Linked DNA regions of Mus musculus: region 2 is linked to region 1. A link is a contact called in public Hi-C data. All regions are on one chromosome and are shown on one strand. The core of a region is the stretch at or near the end of the contact, and the rest is flanking DNA. Distances in the headings are between cores, read along the strand shown.

Region 1 (3,230 bases), core at 412-2,911:
TAACATGTGAAGCTGCTGTCAGCGTTCCTGTGGGTTCTTTACGTGCATATAAGTCTTCCTTTCACTAGGGTAAACACCCAGGAGGGCCATTGCTGGAAAACATGTTACTGTTTTTGAAGAATAAGGGAACCTGTCTCCCAGCATGGTGGCACCTGCCCACATTGTGGAAACATGTAGTTAACTCAGAGTGCTCCACATCTCTGCCTGCATTCAGTGTGGTCATTAGCTTTCTTAGCTGTTCCAATGGATGCATAGTTGCATTCACCTTGGTCTTATTTCCCTGGTAGTTGTGCTGTTGAGCATTTTTTTTTCCTGCTTACTGGTATTCTGTACTTCCTCTGTGGCAAAACACATCTCTGTGTCTTTGCCTATCTAATAACTGGGTTATTTGTTATACTTTGTATGCACTGTTTGGAAGTCTTCTACGTATGCTAGGTAGGGGTCCTTTCCCTGTTCAAGCATTTATATTACCACCCAGGAGGAAGGTTTGAAATGGGATTGCCTCAATTTGACAGATGAGGACGGTGAAGAAGGGAGTGGTTAAGTAGCATTTGACTATCCCCGGGACAGCTGAGAGTATTTGCATGGCCAGAGAGCATACTCAAGAGACACACAAGTCAACCTTGGTGACACAGGAAAACAGAGCTATACACAGGATCCAGGGGACTTGGGTGTGAGCATTGCTATACTTCACAGTGTTGTTAATCCCATACATAGACAGACCCTATTATTTTTTTTATATTTTTTATTATTACGTATTTTCCTCAATTACATTTAGAATGCTATCCCAAAAGTCCCCCATACCCTTCCCCCCACTTCCCTACCCACCCATTCCCATTTTTTGGCCCTGGCATTCCCCTGTACTGGGGCATATAAAGTTTGCGTGTCCATTGGGCCTCTCTTTCCAGTGATGGCCAACTAGGCCATCTTTTGATACATATGCAGCTAGAGTCAAGAGCTCCGGGGTACTGGTTAGTTCATAATGTTGTTGCACCTACAGGGTTGCAGATCTCTTTAGCTCCTTGGATACTTTCTCTAGCTCCTCCATTGGGGGCCCTGTGATCCATCCAATAGCTGACTGTGAGTATCTACTTATGTGTTTGCTAGGCCCCGGCCTAGTCTCACAAGAGACAGCTATATCCAGGTCCTTTCAGCAAAGGCTTGCTAGTGTATGCAATGGTGTCATTGTTTGGAGGCTAATTATGGGATGGATCTCTGGATATGGCAGTCTCTAGATGGTCCATCCTTTTGTCTCAGCTCCAAACTTTGGACAGACGCTATTATTAACCCCAACTTACAGACAGGGAAACTGAGGCTCAGAGAAATCTGACCACAGAATAAAGGTTCCACGGTCAGTCTAATCTCAGTGTCTGTGCTCCTAATTCAGAGCTTCCAAGACTTAAAAAATATATCCTTTGTAATATATATATGTGTGTGTGTGTGTGTGTGTATTTGATACTGAAAGATACTGAAATCCATCTTTTAAATACTGGTGCACACACATTAAAGAATTAACACTTCCAGAAAACAATACTCACCCTCCCCACGCGCGTGCTCTCTGACATTTCCTCATTTTGAAGTCATGCTATTTTTAAACTGGCATTACTCACCACCTCTGCTGTTTTCCTAACCCAGTAATGGACACAAGCCATGGTCCAGGCAGAGGCAGAGCCTTTGCACTATTTGCAGGACCCTGTTGATAGTGGGGATGCTGTCCTGGACTAGCACTGGGGCTGAGATCTGGCAGGTGCCCAGAGAAGCCGATCTCCTTTGCTTGTACTCCTTAGCAAGCTGGTGGTCCCCAGCCCTGCCTCCTAGACTCTCACAGAACTCTGGGCTATCTCTTGTATGTCCCACTATGACCCAGATTTGCCCCAGTAAGATCTACTCTGCTTAGTCCCTGGGGACCGGCACCATCTTGGACCATGTCCTTCATGTCACCAGCTCCTCAGAAGTCAGTGCCTCTTTAGGAGGTGAGGTTATGCCCTGTCCCCACGATGCTGTCACTTCCTTCCCCAGAGTCTTTCTGTGTGGGGATTGTTCCCCTAATCAGGATGGAGACTCGACTCATTACAAGCTGGTGAGGCAACGGCTCTGTGCTCCAAGCCGAGACAGGCTGTCTGGGAGCTTGGCCAGCCTCCCACTGCCCCGGACACCAGGGCAGCGGCCTCTGCATGGAGCCAGCCTGCTGGGTTTGTCTGCCCCTTCCCCAGGGACACAAGCTGACAGACACTGCTTACGGAGACCTCTGTAGTTTTTACTATTGCAAAAACTCACCATGATCATACAGTGAGGTCCAAGCGTCCGGACAACCTCTGAGTAGAGCTGAACCGCACCTAGAAACAGAGGTGACATTTACCGGGCACTTACTATGTCCCACACATTGTGAGGCAAGCTTCCTAGACAGCCTCCTATACACACTTCACTCTTCAATGGCACTCACTGGGTGCTGCTGGCTACTTCATCCCACGGATAGACAGGGCAACTTAGAATGTTTTTGGGAGGGCCACCCCAGTGTGGCTCCTGGACCCAAATGCTCACCTCACATGTCACTACTGCTCACAGGAGCATGACCCCAAGCCTTCTTTCACTAAGTTCAGCAGTCAGGTGAGTCTCCGTGAGTGACGGCATACCCCTCACATCTGGACAGCTAGGAAGAGAAGGTGAAAGAAGGGATGCGGTGAAGCCATTAGTAAGAGTCAGTTGGGCTCTTTTCTATGGACTTGGCAGTGTCCCTCGGGTGTGATGTCATGATCCTGAGAGGAATGGCAGCCAGTCAAGAGGCCCATGTACTCCTGGGATTTTCATCCAGAGGCCCCGTATAACCCTTGGGATTTTCATCCAGAGGCCCCGTATAACCCTTGGGACTTTCATCTAGAGGCCCCGTATACCCCTGGGATCACAATTCTCATCTAGAGGCCCCATATACCCCTGGGATTCTTGTCTAAAAGCCCCGTATACCCTGGGATTCTCATACTATATTGCCCGACTACCACTAGTCACACTGACAGCCACACAGAAGTCTCCAACATGACAGCTATGAGGCCACAAAGATGCCCTCTGCCTCCTCCAGCCACCAAGCCCTCTGAAGAAGACGAGGGGACGGTCCTGTGCCGACTGCAGAGCCTGTGTGAAACTTCTCATTAACTGCAGTTTAATTACTGCCTGCAGTCGAGGTTTTTAATAAAAGTAAGTCCCAATTAGTCGCTTGTTACTTCAGAAATAATTAC
Region 2 (3,230 bases), core at 457-2,956, 110 kb after region 1:
ATAAGTCGGCACTCTGACAGCTCAAGCCATGGCTGATGGTGGAGCCGGCAGCAATCTGACATTCAAGTAAGAGGTACCCACTGCGGGGCACTGCCCCAGCAACCAAAGAACAATTTGGATGATTATGTGAGCCATTGTGTTTGGTGTACTCATGGTTTTGAGTGGGTAGGAATGTCTAATATAGAAGGCTGATGAGATGGCTCAGTGGTTAAGAGCACCGACTGCTCTTCCGAAGGTCCTGAGTTCAAATCCCAGCAACCACGTGGTGGTTCACAACCATCTGTAATGAGATCTGATGCTTTCTTCTGGAGTGTCTGAAGACAGCTACAGTGTACTCACATATAGTAAAGATTTTTTTTTATTTAAGATTAAAAAATATTTATTTATTTGTTAATAAATAAATCTTTTTTTAAAAGGCTTAAATAAAAATTTGGGTGCTTTGAACACAAAACTCTGTGTATGAAAGCTTCTCTTTTGGAAGAGACCGCTTCCTGGGAGGAACCACTGCCACAGACTCTCAGAGATCAGTTCCTCCTGGGCCCCTCAGCTGCTCTGGGGAGATGCTCCGAGTCTCGGTCTCTCTCGGCTCTCTATGTGAAGTAGGTTTTCTGTTCACTGTGGCACTGCCTGGCCCAGGCAGAGGCCTCTGCATTCGTCTGAGGATCTACCCAGAGCGCATCAGCTTTGTCCCGGCTGGATTTTCAGGGTTTTTAGATGTGGATCTTAAATGTGGGCAACAGATGTGGGAGATGAAAGATAACTCCATCTGCTCTGCTTCCCGGGTAATATGGAGACCAGAAGCGGATGACAGCTTTTCCTAACTGGGAACTTGGGGGTAGGGGGGTGGGGAGCGCTTCGACAGTGGCAACCACAGCTAACATAGATTTCCCCAAATCTGGATCCTAATCCCAGACTCGGAGGGTGAAGTTGGCAGAGGGACAGGTTTGCTAGGGCAGCCTCAAGGGGACCTGTGAGGAGAGAGCTCGGCCCCTATACTGGAAGTCCCAGGGACACACCAGCCTGTGGCCACTCTCTGAAGAGCTTTTAACGGCAGCAGAGATGACAGGAAAATGCTTCTACCCCTCAGATGATTGGAATCTCTGCTAGGTTTACCCCAGTCTTGTTGGCTGTCCACTAGAGACCAGGGCCACCCCCAGGACCTTGCTAGCTTCGGTTCTGCCCCCTGGGGCCCCTCCTAGGATGTAGCTTTTGGGATAAGGGTGATGGCTAAGAGCCCTCTTCATTTATTTACACCCAAATGGTGAGAGAACATTGAAAAAAAAGAGTTAGGTGCTCAAGTTCACATAGCTAGGAAAGAACACTAAGGAGACTCACGCCTCCCACCACCACCACCATTGCTGCTTTGGAAGCCATGATGAGCCCCCTGCGCTGCTCAAATGCAGAAGGTGGGTCTTCCTCCATCAGTAACCTTGGCAACCTCCTTTCAGCCCCAGTTGCCTTATCTATACTATAGGATGTTGATAGCATATAACCTTATTGCAAGAATTGACATAGGATCTGGCTACTGCACAGTAAAGGGCCACTTTAGGGACAGAAGTCGTTTCACCATGGTTATTTCCCAGTTTTGGGACAACCAGGATGTGACTGAGGCTGTCCACAAGGACTTCTAGGAGCCCCACAGCCCTGTGTGACCTGGCAATCACATGATTGCCAGGCAATCTCATGGCTCCTGACTCTGCCTGGTGCATTCCAGGGATGCTACTAATACAGATGGCCCCCTCTTCCTTATCCTGGCCATCTTAGCCCTGCCCATCTCTAGGTAGCAGGAACAGATACTTTTGATACCGCTGTCCCAGACAGGAGAGCATTCTAGAAGCTAGCTGATCCTGCCTGAGCAATCCACACCTAGACTAGAAGCTGCAGTTTGGCTGGGCGGTGGTGGCAGAGGCAGGCGGATTTCTAAGTTTGAGGCCAGCCTGGTTTACAAAGTGAGTAACAGGACAGCCAGGGCTACACAGAGAAACCCTGTCTCGAAAAAAACCAAAAAAAAAAAAAGAAGAAGAAGAAGAAGAAGAAGAAGAAGAAGAAGAAGAAGAAGAAGAAGAAGAAGAAGAAGAAGAAGAAGAAGAAGAAGAAGAAGAAGAAGAAGAAGCAGCAGCAGCTGCAGTTTGAGTGGTACCTGGAGGGACTTCCTTGCACTCAGAAGACTGAGATGGGACAAGGGAAATGGAGGCTATCCTGGGCTACACAACAAGTTCCAGGACAGCCTGAGCTATAGTGAGGCCCCGTCTCTAAATAGAGAGAAGAGATGCAGCAGCAAGCAGCTCCAAAATGCAGAACCGGATAAGAAGGCAGACAGGCAGACAGGCTTGCCCTCCAGTTGCCTTGGCAGCTGTCCTAGAATGCTGTGGCTGCTATCGCCACCTGGTGGGCTCTTCCAGAAACACATGCACGGAGCCTTCTTTCATTAAAGCCAGTAAAGCTTGGATTTCGGAATGCTGGGAATTGAAAATCCAATTAGACTGTCTCATAGTTAAAGGGCAACACTGGGATCAGAGGGCTGAAGTTGTAGTCAGAGGTAGGGTGCTTGCTTAGTGTGTGTGGGGCCATCGGGTGCATCCTCAGTACCAAGTCCAGAGAATGAAGGGGTCAGGGGATGAGACCAAAGGGGAAAACAAGGTGCAGCAGGAAACATGCCTTGAGCAGAGTCACGTGACTTTTCTTCACCATCTCCGCCCAATTTTCAATATTAAATAAGTAACTGGGCCTCTGTATAAAGCCACTCTCCACGTGAGGCACCTGTGAAGGGCTTTGCAAGCTGCCAATGATAGCTCTGCTGTTGGGAGATGATGCCCGTCAGAGCTGCTGAAGTCAATGAGGTCAGTGCTTCCGGCAGTGAGAGTCAGGCTCTGTTCTGGAGGTCCCCACCACCCGAGCCCAGCAGGGAGGCTCGCACAGGAGTGGCAGTGGCTCCTCCCTCTGCTGCCCAGCATGCCTTTAGGAAAGCCAGGCACACGAGGCTTCACTCTGACTCTCTCCTCAGTCCCTCTAGCTTGCTCATTAAGGACCACCGCAGGTAGAGACTGTGCTGTGCCTGCATCCATCATTTCTAGGAATTGTGTCAGGATTTCTTTGAAGGACCAAATTCTGGGTCTGAACAAGAGGTGAGAATGCCCCCGCCGCCCCCCAACTCCTGCCCAGGAATGCCATGGTATTGGAAGCTAGACCTGCAGTGTTGGCCTTGCTGGTGGACAGAAGACCAGCATGTA

What was found. Hi-C and Micro-C count contacts between places; a contact is called where the count stands out from the background.
Region 2: a Hi-C map of bone marrow-derived macrophages shows a contact between it and region 1, with 46 read pairs. The contact joins two enhancer-like sites. A contact is called at or near these places in 1 of 15 datasets of contacts at CTCF or cohesin (the NIH/3T3 cell line), 20 of 484 Hi-C or Micro-C datasets (the 4T1 cell line, bone marrow-derived macrophages, cardiomyocytes and 11 more) and 4 of 115 datasets of contacts at active chromatin or transcription factors (bone marrow-derived macrophages, embryonic basal ganglia, embryonic stem cells and 1 more).

Annotation. Positions count from the first base shown.
Region 1 is chr7:49,157,095-49,160,324 of GRCm38.p6, forward strand. 9130015G15Rik (RIKEN cDNA 9130015G15 gene) reads right to left here. Exons shown (of 4, transcript NR_154465.1): 2 at 2,542-2,650; 3 at 2,278-2,336. It also overlaps a transcript of Nav2 not described here. Among named protein-coding and RNA genes, the nearest start is that of 9130015G15Rik, 3.4 kb to the right of the region's middle. Within about 2 kb of position 1,662, at least 37 of the 459 cell types and tissues checked have an H3K27ac peak or open chromatin away from gene starts, as enhancers often do. A contact at or near this core is called in bone marrow-derived macrophages and cerebellar granule neurons, where this site is marked.
Region 2 is chr7:49,270,300-49,273,529 of GRCm38.p6, forward strand. The region is part of intron 1 of Nav2 (neuron navigator 2); the gene reads left to right. Among named protein-coding and RNA genes, the nearest start is that of Nav2, 26 kb to the left of the region's middle. Within about 2 kb of position 1,707, at least 31 of the 459 cell types and tissues checked have an H3K27ac peak or open chromatin away from gene starts, as enhancers often do. A contact at or near this core is called in bone marrow-derived macrophages and cerebellar granule neurons, where this site is marked.